Linked DNA regions of Mus musculus: region 1 is linked to region 2. The links are chromatin contacts, called in public Hi-C maps. All regions are on one chromosome and are shown on one strand. The core of a region is the stretch at or near the end of the contact, and the rest is flanking DNA. Distances in the headings are between cores, read along the strand shown. Region 1 overlaps Ppp2r2c (protein phosphatase 2, regulatory subunit B, gamma). Region 2 has its middle 15 kb from the start of Bloc1s4.

Region 1 (6,006 bases), core at 1,989-4,488, 170 kb after region 2:
CCTCCTCCCTGTGTCACTGGCTCCTCCTCCCATCTGGAATATGAGAATTACGCTCACCCATGGCATTCACCAGCAGGTGTTTATCAAGCACCCACTGTGTGCCAGACCAGATGACATGCTTGACGCTGGCACTAGGCATGCAAAGGCCAGACGTGTGGGAGTGCTTAGTGACCAGTGCTGGGGTCTTAGGGACAGGCCAGTGTGTGCTGAGCACGTTTTTCATCCACCTCTGCTGTAGGCCATAGGCAGCAGGTGGGCAAGCCAAGGCAGGCCTGTGCTGGGTGAATCTGTGGGCCTGGAGCAGAGGGTATGTGTGACAGTGAGTGGGATTGTTGATCTCTGGGAATCTGTGCTGGAGAGGGAGAGAGAGGGAGAGGGAGAGAGAGGGAGAGGGAGAGGGAAGAGAGAGAGAGAGAGAGAGAGAGAGAGAGAGAGAGAGATGAAAAGAATGCGTATCAGTGGACCAGTGGCCTGTGGGGACTAGGGGGACTAACTCGACTATTCTTGAACTTTGCCCAAGTAATGTGTAGCTCCAGTTGTGTCAAAGTGACTTATATGCTGGTAACAAGAGATACCTAGCTTGTCCACTGGAGGAAGGGGTGTGTGTCACATGCTGAAAACCGGGAAGTGGCTTAGGGAGAACCAGGACTTGAAGCAGCTTCCTGTCTGATCGACGGGTTAATCAGGGAGCCGTGTTGCCTCCCTATGGCCTGCTGGTGCCTCAGGCCACAGTTCTGAGATTCAGACACCTGGAACAGAGCTCTGGGCTCGTTCCCTGGAGGCGAGCCTCCCTTGGACTCTGGGCCGCAGGTGTTCCCAGGATCTGATGGCAGCTGGGTAATTGGAGAAGTCTCACTTCTGGCCTGGGTGGGGCCAGAAGAAAGGGGTGTGTGTGTGTGTGTGTGTGTGGCCAGAAGAAAGGGGTGTGTGTGTGTGTGTGTGTGTGTGTGTGTGTGTGTGCTCGCTCATGCTGAGTGCTGGGACCTGGGCTGGATCTGGACCAGAAGAAAGGTGTGTGTGTGTGTGTGTGTGTGTGTGTGTGTGTGTGTGTGTGTGTGTGTGTGTGCTCGCTCATGCTGAGTGCTGGGACCTGGGCTGGATCTGGACCAGGGTCTCACAGCCCCTTCCTATCTTGCTCTTGTTAGCCTCTGCCTAAAGTTCTCAGTGGCCCTTCGGCTTCTGAGACCCTGCTCTGTGCTCCTCAGTGGTGGCCTATGATCCTTGGTAACGCTTTCCTCGTCCCCTCCCCCAGCTCTGAGACTTGCCTGTCCTTCGTGGACCCAGTGGGGTGTGCTCCCTTCTCTGCTGACTGCCCTCTTACCCTTGGCCCACAAGCCTCTGCCCACAGTCCCATGGGCCATCCCCACGTGTCCTTGCCATGCCTCTCCTGGGCTGGCAGGACCCCTCTTGGGCCCCAGCTCCTCTGTTCTCTGCCTATACAGGGTTTTCTATAACTGCCCCTCTGCCCACACTCTTTTTGGAACCCAGGATAAGACCTCCCCTGTGTCCCTGGCATGCCACAGCCCAGGGCAGAGTTACTGGGAACACTTAGATACAAAGCAAGCAAGTGACTTAAGAGTGTGGAAGCTTGCATGTAGATCCAGAAGAGCCACTTTCCTGACTGTCTGAGACCAAGGTGACTCAAACCCTAACCCTAAGAGCTGGAGGTCAGCCTGCGTCTGCGTCTGGGAGCCTGGATTCTCCTTTTGCTTCTCCTGTGGATATCAGCTTTCAGGGAGGCAGGATGAACAAAACCAAGTTCCTCTCAGGCCCAGAAGCAGCCCGGCCAGTGCACCAGGCCTCTGCTCCTTGATGGAAGTTTTCCCTCAACCCCACTCAACACATTTAAACCACCTCATATCTCACAACACTACCACTTGAGGTACTGGTGCGTGGTGCCAGCGACTTTAGGGTTAGCTGTCTGTGACATCAAGGTATTAGGTAGCACAGGGGACCTCAGCTGTATTTTTTAGCAATTGAAGGATTTTTAAGGATGGTGTTGACCTTTTTTCTCCCCCTGGGCGGTTTCTTATGCCAGAAGCTAGTGTGACAGCAAGCGTTGGTCTACAGCCCATTTCTCATTTGTATCTCTGGAGCAGTCCTGCAAGGAGCTTGGAGTGGTGGTGTTGGGCTAGCTCAGGACCTAGAACAGCATCTGTCTCCGACTTACTCAATGAGCCACCTTGGCTGCTCATCTCCATTCGCTGGAGATGGGCCTGTGTGGCAGGTGATGAGAGTGGAGTGGCCACTGGGTACAGTAACAGTTGCCATTTAGATACACCAACCTCACCAGCTCAGGACACTGAAGCCTCTCATGGCTGCCCCACGGTACCACTGTGCAGAGGCAAAGATGTGCCTGTTCAGAACTGTCATCCGGGGCTTACTGGATACGTGGGACTGAAGGATTGAAGCCAAGGACAAAAGTCTGCACCCCTGGGTCCTGGTTCAGTTCTGCTGTTCCCCGAGGCTCGATGTGTTCCTTCATTTAACAGTGTGGGGCATTTGCTAAGGTGTGGGGATGCAGGCAAGCGTTTGCCAGGACTTGCAAGAGCAGCACATAGGTTGTCTACTGCACAAAGGAGTTGGTGAGTGGGGACAGAAATCTCAGCCCAGCATCCAGAGGACAGACTTACAAATGCTTCACAGAAGTCAATCAGATGCCTGGCACAGGGACTCAAGATTCTGCTACCACAGCGCCACGACCCCGGTTACTGTGTTTAGCCCTGTCAAGGATCTCAGGACAAGGTTGATCTGCAGTCAGTGTGTTCTGGAGCTGTTACATTAAATCTAAGCCACAAAGGTCTGGTGTGGCGGTGTCCTTGACTGCAGAGGTATGAGGGCACTGACACAACGTGCCAGCAGAGGCTAGGTGAGGACACAGGCACAGAGTGGTGACCTCATGGAAACACTAGTGGTAGGCCTTGGGGAGGGGGCTCCTGTCCTGTTCTTGGACTTCTAGCTTCCAGAGCTCTGAAAACCAGGTGCCCGAGGCTTCACCCACTCACCTCTGGCATTGTGCTGTGGCAGTCAGGAGCCGTGTCTAGGATTTCACATGCTGAGCTTTGAGTGTCCCCAGCTCGTTTGCAGCCAGGTCATCTTCCGGAGAAAAAGCCATTCTTTTTTTAGATCATCTCTATGTGAGGAAGGCCTTGGGGGCTCTCCACACAGGAGGCCGTTCTGCTGGGTTCTGGCAGAGCTGCCTCTTGCTTCACTCTAGTCGCTACTTGGTTGCCATGACAACATCTTCTGGTCTGGAGAGCAGGCTCCTGGGAAGGCATGTGGATGAGCCTCATGCTTTGCCTGATGCAGCCTGTGAAACTCAGAGCTTCCACATTCTCTCTCATGAAACCTCTCTTTGCACTTATCTACTTTGGTGAGTGACAAGCCATAGCCACACAGTGTCAGGCCCCTTGGGGTACAAAGGCTGCTGGAAGGCCTGTCCTGCCGAGATGTTTGGAAGCCAGCTCCTTCCTCCACAGCGCACATGTGGTTCTCGGTGTGTCCCTACTCACCCCGGCCTCCTCATTTTCTTCAGGGATGGGCTCTGTGCTGCCTAATGACCAGGCTACTGCTGTGTCTGGAGGCTCAGTTCATTGTTGCATCGTTATTGGCATGTCTGCTGCTGTCTCCACGAATGCCCATGTGATAGGGGTTGGTACCGGTTCTCTGCTGTCTGTGCCCGCTACTCCATCTCACAGTCCAGACGGAGAGAATGGTTAGCCGGGAATCCCCTGTGAAGAAGTGGCCCTCCGTCCCCACCACTTCTGATGCTGAGACTCAGTGAATGAAAGCCATGGGACACACACAGCCTGTCCTCTCCACAGCTTATCAGTCCAAGGTGATAGCTTGACTCCAGCTGGCCTTCAGGAGATCAGGCAATGCCCTTGGCCACAGGAATGATTGACAGGCTATAAAAGTCCCTACAGCGTGACAATGCCGCAGAGGTCTATGCGGCTCACGTTTCCCATGTCCTTGATAGAGAAGACCGCAGATGGCACTCTAGGGCCAAACACAGCCTGGCTCTGCAGTAGCTTGGCCTTGTCATCGGTCTCACCCGACTGGGGTGTGCCAGAGTGTAGAGCTCCACCTGTCTTTCAGAGCTGTAGCTGGCAGTTTCTCCTCTCTCATCTCTTCTGGTCCCCATCACTAAGTCAGTCAGTGTGTGTCTTTCTCACACTCCCCAGCCCCTGCACCACTCTTCTCTGTGTGTCCAATAAAGACACTTGCGTTGGACTCCAGGTCACCGGTCACTGGGGGATGACAGTACTGATATCTCAGCATCCTCTCGTAATTATAAATTGTGTTGCTGTCCGCATTTTCTAGTCTCTGAGGCTCACAACCTTAGAGGTGCACCTCAGCTCATGGCCACCTGGCCACCCCTTGAAAGGAACCATTACTTTCCAATCTCAGCAAGCCTCTGTTTTACATATGGGGAAACTGAGGCTGGGAAGAACGGGTGGTGTATGATGTTCCTATGTGGTATAGCACATGATGTTCCTATGTGGTATAGCACAGTCTAGAATGCTAAGATCGGACACATAGCCCAGTTAACTTCCCATCTGATCTTCTAAAGCCACCCAGAGGGGTCATAGTTGAGGGTTTCTGGAAGTCCCCACTGGCGTGGCATGCAAGGAGAGGTGGTTCAGTGTGTTGGCCCCGTGCGTCCCTCCCACGGCCATGCCCTTGTCAGGTAAGCCCTTCAAGCCCCTGTTTTAGGATGGATTCAGTGAAATCTAGTGGGGCAACTTGTGATGCTTAATCCTGATTCTACTTGACTGGATTTACAATCACTGTGGAAACTGATCCCTGAGCAAATCTATGAGGGGTAACCTAGATTGACTTAATTAAGATGACATCACTCTATGGTCCTGGAATGAATAACAAGGAGAAAGTCAGAATCAATCTCTCTCTCTCTCTCTCTCTCTCTCTCTCTCCCTCCCTCCCTCCCTCCCTCCCTCCCTCCCTCCCTCCCTCCATCCCTCCCTCCTCCCCCTTTCCCTCCCCTCCTCGTCTCCCTCTTCCTCCCCTCCATTTCCTTGCTGGCTGTGTGTGCATTGTCTTCCTTGCTCTCATACTTCCTGCCCTGCTGGACTGCCCTCCATCTTTCTCTCTCTTTCCCTCCCCTCCTCTCTCTCTTTTTGAGATTGGGTCTCACTATGTATCCCTGGACGGCCTGGAACTCATTGTGTAGACCAAGCTGACTTCAAACTAGCAGAGCCTGCATCTGTCTCCTGAGTGCTGGGATTAAGTACATGCTCCACCAAGCTTAATCCTACCCTTCCTCTCTGAAGATGCTTTTGCCAGGCATTTTGTTGAAGCAATGAGGGAAGTACGTCATACACAGACCCTCTCAGTACTTCCATCCCAACTTCCATCCCAACGGCACCTGACAACAGCCAGGCAGTGGCATTAGCTAGTCCCTGAGCCCTGTACCCATGTGCTTAGCTGTGTGCCCACAGCCTGTAGGGCAGGCACTGACCGGTCCCTAGGCTCTATGACCATGTGCCTGGCTGGACGCCCATAGCCTATATAGGATTCCGTTCTACTCTGCAGGCAGAGAGGTGTGACTCCAGGCCACAGAACCCTCTCTGTTCCCATCTAGCCCAGGGAAACCATAGCCCAGCATCCCTGCATTCCAGGTCCTGGGGTCTCCAAGGCATATGTCAGAGCTGAGTGTGGGGCTGCCTCTGATTAGAGAACGTTCCCTCACTGGAGAGTCTTGATAATGTCGGGAGAAGGGGAAAGGATGCTGGGGTAATAAACCCGTACACACGGTCCAGACGTAGAAGGACAGAGATGTGAAATCATTCACTAAGAGTGCCCGTGGCCCAGCATGCAATGGGAGTATCTACTCACCATCTTCTGAGTCCCCGTGACCGCATCCCCTGATGGGTGGAAGGAGTCATTTTGACTCACATTTTGAGTCCTAGGCAGGGAAGACATGGTGAGGCAACACAGTTTATGGCCATGAGAGGGTATGCCAGAACCTGCTTGTATTAGGGTGGC
Region 2 (5,728 bases), core at 450-2,949:
TTCTACTTGTTAGCTTAGTGACAATTTGGTCATCAAAATAACAATAACAGCATAATAGTGTCTTAGTGTTTCATTGCTGTGAAGAGAAAACATTACCAAGGCAAGTCTTATAAAGGAAAAGATTTAATTGGAGCTGGCTTACAGTTTCAGAGGTTCAGTCCATTATCATCATGACAGGTAGCATGGCAGCATACAAGCCATGGTGCTGGAGGAGCCAAAGTTCTACATTTTGATCTGCAGGCAACAAAAGGGAACTGTCTTCTGCAGGCAGCCAGGAGGAGGGACTTTGGGTGTGGCTCACCTGAATGCTGTCCTGACATACATGAAGCCTGAGTCCTGTCCCCAGTGTCACATAAAGTAGGTGTGATAGAGAACGCCTGTAATCCCAGCACTCTAGGTGGATGCCAGAGGATCAGAGGTTAAGCTTGCCCTCAGATACGCAGAGTTTGAGGCCAGTCAGGCATACATATGTCCCTGTCCCAAGAGGAAGAGGAGGGAGGGGAAGAAGAGGAGGGAGGGGAAGAAGAGGAGGGAGGGGAAGAAGAGGAGGAGGAGACTAAGAGAGAATGGCCTGTGTCTTGACAAGGAGAAGGTAGGAGTTACCAGGTACAGTCAGAGAAGCCAGAGAAGGATGCTTGCAGAGATGGCACACTGCAGTTTCCATGCAACAGCCTTCTAGGGCTTAGTTGGAAAACATAGAAGCCCACCTTCAGTGACCCAGTTCCAGAAGTCTTCTCTAAGTCTTCTGGATTCAGCTGAAGCGCCCTGCAGTCTGCTAAAATACCCATGCAACCTTTGTGTGGCCTGCCTCTCGGTATCAATTGCTGACTCCCATACCCAGGGTGAGGGCAGAGTCTGGGGGAGCTAGGTGAGGTGTCCTTACCTCAGGCCTGAGTAAGGCTCCACAGTGAAGGGGGGGCTGACACTTGCAGCAGCTTCTGAGGGGTCACCTCCTTCCAAAATTAACAGGCTGAGAGATTGCCACCCACAGCATGGCCGCTGGCTTGTTGAGCAGCACAAGAAAAGAAAAAAACAATCTCTGCTCTGCTCTGCTCTGCTCTGCTCTGCTCTGCTCTGCTCTGCTCTGCTCTGCTCTGCTCTGCTCTGCTCTGCTCTGCGCTGGTGCGTCCTTTAGGTCCCAGCATGTCATGTCGACATCGCCTGCCATCCACCTTGAGATGTGTGCACCCAGCCCACAGGCTATCCCTTTTACAGCTATGTCTGCATCTTTTCCCCTAGCATGGGTAGCCCCCATATTATGCCCTCTTGAAGTTCAAGGTTTCTTCAGAATGCTTAGACAGGTTTCATGCTGGCTGCTCAGAGGATGGGGAAAACCCTGAAACCAAAGTCACCAGCGTCTCCTCTGTGACCTCACCCTGGCCACTGTCTGCTTTCCAAAGACAGTGTCAGGACACTGACCTGAATAAAAACCGTGGTCTGTTGGCTGTTCTCTCTCTCTCTCTCTCTCTCTCTCTCTCTCTCTCTCTCTCTCTCTCTCTCTCACACACACACACACACACACACACACACACACACACACCTTGTAATGTGCTGTCTCTCAGTCTGTCACCGGCTGCACCTGGCCCTTCTAAAAAACAGTTACAAGCAGCATCAGTTACAAACATTTCAAGTGGCTGTCGGGCCAGCACTCCACGACTAACCATTTTAATAACTGCGGGGCTTGGGTTGTGTGGCAGGGCCATGTGTCCAGCAATATGTGACTATGATGCAGATGGCTACATGTCTGGCCTGCTGGGTCCTTCCAGTGAGGTGTTTCTTTGTTCAGCAAAGACTTCAAGGTTTAAAGGAAATGTCTGGATTCTCTGAGCCAATGAGAATTTCATAAGCATTTATTAACCAGAGGGACACTGGCCAACTCAGCCCAAGGAAGTAACTGCTAACAAGTACTTTCCAGAATCCAGAGATTTACTGCCAGGCCCTCCTGGGGACTCTGTCAGGAATCTGGCATCCCAGACACCATCTTTCTGAATCATTTGGCATCTTCCCTTGGGAACTGACTGACGGTGACAGGCAGAGGTGAGCACAGCCGCAAACACTATGAACGCCCTGAAATCCACCTGGGCATCTCCATCAGCGTCTAGTTCCTTCAGCAGTTTGTTCAGACCTTCTGTGTCATCTCAGCCAGAGGAGGGAGGGGGCAGAGTCAGCAACAGGAATGCAGAGTGGGACTTGGGCCTCAGTCAGCTCCAGCCTCAGGGTCAGAGGGGGAGGGGAAAGGCACCCACCAGTGAGCCACATGGCGGCCAGCCACACTTTGTGTCTACACAATGACACACTGGTGTATACAGGCTGTGAGATGCTTTGAATGGAGTGACAGGACTTCACCTAACCTCAAGTGCTGGTCCATGTCTCAAGCCCCCAGACCCGGTTTTTATGTCGATGCTGGGGGTCTCAATTCAGCTCCATATGTTCTTTACTTACTGAGCCATCTTCCTAGCCCCTCTACTGTGCTCTCAACGGGAGTATCTGTTTTCCACAAGCCTGCAGGCTTCACAACTATAAGGCAAGGGGGCTGTCTCACTTACATTCATTAGGGATGAAGACTAACAGACCGTCGGTCCCAAGGAACCTACACAGAAGCTCTGTTTGCTGCTCCAGCCCACTGCTAAGGTCCCAGGTCTTTTTGGAGAGGACAAGCCTGGTGCAGGCTCTGAAAGCCTGGCCATGTAACAGTTAGGGCTGACACCATCCTTCCTGAGAGGTGAACAGAGGACAGATCTCAGCGTCAGCATCAGGGGACCAGCAGTGCAGCTGAGATTTGGAATGTTTTGTGTTCCTATGGCATTTTCAGAAAGTGTGAGTTCAGACCACCCACTAAGCCATGGCTGTGCACGTGAAAGTGGGTGTTAATTATAGCAGGTTAGAATGGCAAAGTCAGGGGAGGCTGCAAATTCAACACTCAGAGAGTAGAGGGACACACCCATCCACCTAGACTTCCCGCACTTCTCAGAATACCTGCACGGGGCTGAGGATTGGGCTCAGTCCATAAAGCGCTCACCATAGGATCTGGGTTTGATTCCCAGAAACCACATACAGAAGCTGAAGATGGTAATATGTGTTTGTTATCCAACACCAGGGACATAGAAATAGAGGAGTCCTTGCTGGTCAGCCAGTCTAACCTAATTGGTGAGTTCCTGGTCAATGACCTTATCCCCCAAACCACAAAGAGGCAGGGAGTCCAGAGGAGCCAACCTTCAGGCTAATGCGTGCTGCCTTTAGCCTTGGTCACAGAAGCTTCTGTCTGGTGGCAAAGGTCAACGCAGAGACACACAGCTGGCCTTCTTGTTGAGGTTAAGTGACTGTTAGGTGCTCAGTCCTATTGGGACACACCGCCTCCTCAAAAGCTCAGGGACTGTCACAGAAGAGGGAGTAAGAGCCAGAGGACCGGAGCAAAGGGTGCTGTTAAAAGCTGGCACGGCCGTTACACTTAGGAGCTTACAGGGACCGTGCTTTCTTGTAAGACCTGCACAAGGTGGGGCCGTCGGCATTCTTCGTGGACAGGAGAGGGCACGAGGTCCAGTCCTAAGGAGCCACTGGTAGTCGAGAATGTTGGGAGCAGGGAGGTCATTCTTTCAGCTGTGTAGCCACTGGCAAGTTGCCCATTTCCGGTAAATAACAACCCCCCAACCCCCGCAGAGGACCGTGCAAACAATCCTACTTGTGGGGTCACACATGAAACCAGAGAAGACCTGGAAGCAGGAGTTGTTGGAAGAGGGGATCAGTGGTGGTGAGAAGGGAATCAAGGAGGGAAATATGGGCACAAAATGAAAATACATGCGTGGCATTGTCAAAGAATAGAAGTAAAGAAACATTTAAAAAGAAAACTGAAAAAAAAAAAAAGCCGGGTGTGGTGGCGCACAGCCTTAATCCCAGCATTTGGGAGGCAGAGGCAGGCAGATTTCTGAGTTCGAGGCCAGCCTGGTCTACAAAGTGAGTTCCAGGACAGCCAGGGCTATACAGAGAAACCCTGTCACGAAAAACCAAAAAAAAAAAAAAAAAAAAAAAAAAACAAAAAAAAACAAAACAAAACAAAAAAACAAACTGAAGTTGGGAGTTCCTGAGGAGGTATGGCTGAGGTTGACCTCTGACCTCCACCCGTGTACATACACATGTGCACACTTATACACACGTATCCACAGCACAGACACACACTCCCTGAAGATTAATTTCTCAAACTTTGATGATCATCAGAACATCCCATGCCCTGTGCACAACTCAACGATGTGGTGACTGTCTTCAGAAAGGCCCAGACTTAGAGAATTCACACCATTCTATTAGGCCCCAAACAATAGTAACTTTCATATTAATCAGAATTTCGCCCTCAACAATGCTTGTTTGGGAGAAAGAGAAGAAGAAAAGAGTCAGTATTCAAGATGGCTCATTTTTCTCTCTCCATGCTTCTGCATTTTTTCCGTCATTTACAAACACATTTGTAATAAAACAAAACAGATGGAGTTTATTGTAAAAATGTGTCATTGTTGCATTTCTGCTTAGGACAGAAACACGATGTTCTGGGCTGTGGGTGACAACGTGAACCTGAGTACTCTGACTTTTTTCTTTTTTTTTATTAGATTTTTTAAAAATTTACATTTCAAATGTTATCCCCTTTCCTTCTTTCCCTCTGAAAACCCCCCTATCCCATCCCCTGTCCCCCTGCTCACTAACCCACCCACTCCCGCTTCCCTGTCCTGGCATTCCCCTACACTGGGGCATCTCAGGACCAAGGGCCTCTCCTCTCAGTGATATCCCACAAGGTCATCCTCTGCTACATATTCAGCTGGAGCCACGAGTCCCACCATTTGTACTCTTTGGTTGGTGGTTTAGTCCCTGGGAACTCTGGGAGTACTGGTTGGTTCGTATTGTTATTTCTCCTATGGGGCTGCAAACCCCTTCAACTCCTTGGGTACTTTCTCTAGATCCTCCATTGGGGACCCTGTGCTCCATCCAATGGATGACTAGTTGCATCCACTTCTGAATTTGTCAGGCACTGGCAGAGCCTTTCAGGAGACAGCTATATCAGGCTCCTGTCAGCAAACACTTGTTGGCATCCACAATAGTGTCTGGGTTTGGTGATCGTATATAGGATGGATCCCCAGGTGGGGCAGTCTCTGGATGGTCATTCCTTCAGTTTCTGCTCCACACTCTGTCTCTGTATCTCCTTCAATGGGTATTACTCTGACTTTTATCTTCAGCTGCCAGTGTCTATCCGTCCATCCGTCCATCTATGAGGACCCTGTAGGTGGCAGGAGGACTGTGTGCTGGGGAATAAGGGGGTGAGGATGGTGGATAGGGAAGATCAAAGAGAGGAGGCTGGAGGGAGGGAGACTGCTTAGATCCTCCATGGGCCACCCAGAACAGAAGCTGGCGCGCTCCTGGCATCTTGGGAGGATCCTGGCTCTGGGATCCTACCTGAGCTTTGAGCCCAAGGAAGGCTGCTGGTTGGGGGTGAGTAGAACAGCTATGAACAGACCTCCCTTGTCCTTATTCATGTTAGTTCTACCATACCACATCACAGGGGACCTGGGATGGGAGGAGACACACTTTACAAGGCTGAAGTCTTGGAGACAGAAAGCTCTGAAGGTCTAGCAGCCAACCTCAGGATTGCCCTGGATCCCACGCTGCCTTAGGTTGGAATCCCACCCTTCTGGCCTTACATGGAAAGAGCCCTGATAACAAACACCTTGCTCATGGGATCCCTCTGAGCATG

Evidence for each region. Hi-C and Micro-C count contacts between places; a contact is called where the count stands out from the background.
Region 1: a Hi-C map of cerebellum shows a contact between it and region 2, with 2.1 times the contacts expected there. The contact joins two enhancer-like sites. A contact is called at or near these places in 2 of 39 promoter capture datasets (embryonic stem cells and stem cell-derived epiblast-like cells), 14 of 484 Hi-C or Micro-C datasets (the CH12 cell line, cerebellar granule neurons, cerebellum and 4 more), 4 of 115 datasets of contacts at active chromatin or transcription factors (all in embryonic stem cells) and 2 of 9 other capture datasets (adipose tissue and embryonic stem cells).

What each region holds. Positions count from the first base shown.
Region 1 is chr5:36,932,768-36,938,773 of GRCm38.p6, forward strand. All of the region lies in intron 5 of Ppp2r2c (protein phosphatase 2, regulatory subunit B, gamma), which reads left to right. Among named protein-coding and RNA genes, the nearest start is that of Gm52813, 4.5 kb to the right of the region's middle. Within about 2 kb of position 3,239, at least 32 of the 459 cell types and tissues checked have an H3K27ac peak or open chromatin away from gene starts, as enhancers often do. A contact at or near this core is called in cerebellum, where this site is marked.
Region 2 is chr5:36,760,627-36,766,354 of GRCm38.p6, forward strand. It overlaps the pseudogene Gm40318. Among named protein-coding and RNA genes, the nearest start is that of Bloc1s4, 15 kb to the left of the region's middle. Within about 2 kb of position 1,700, at least 11 of the 459 cell types and tissues checked have an H3K27ac peak or open chromatin away from gene starts, as enhancers often do. A contact at or near this core is called in cerebellum, where this site is marked.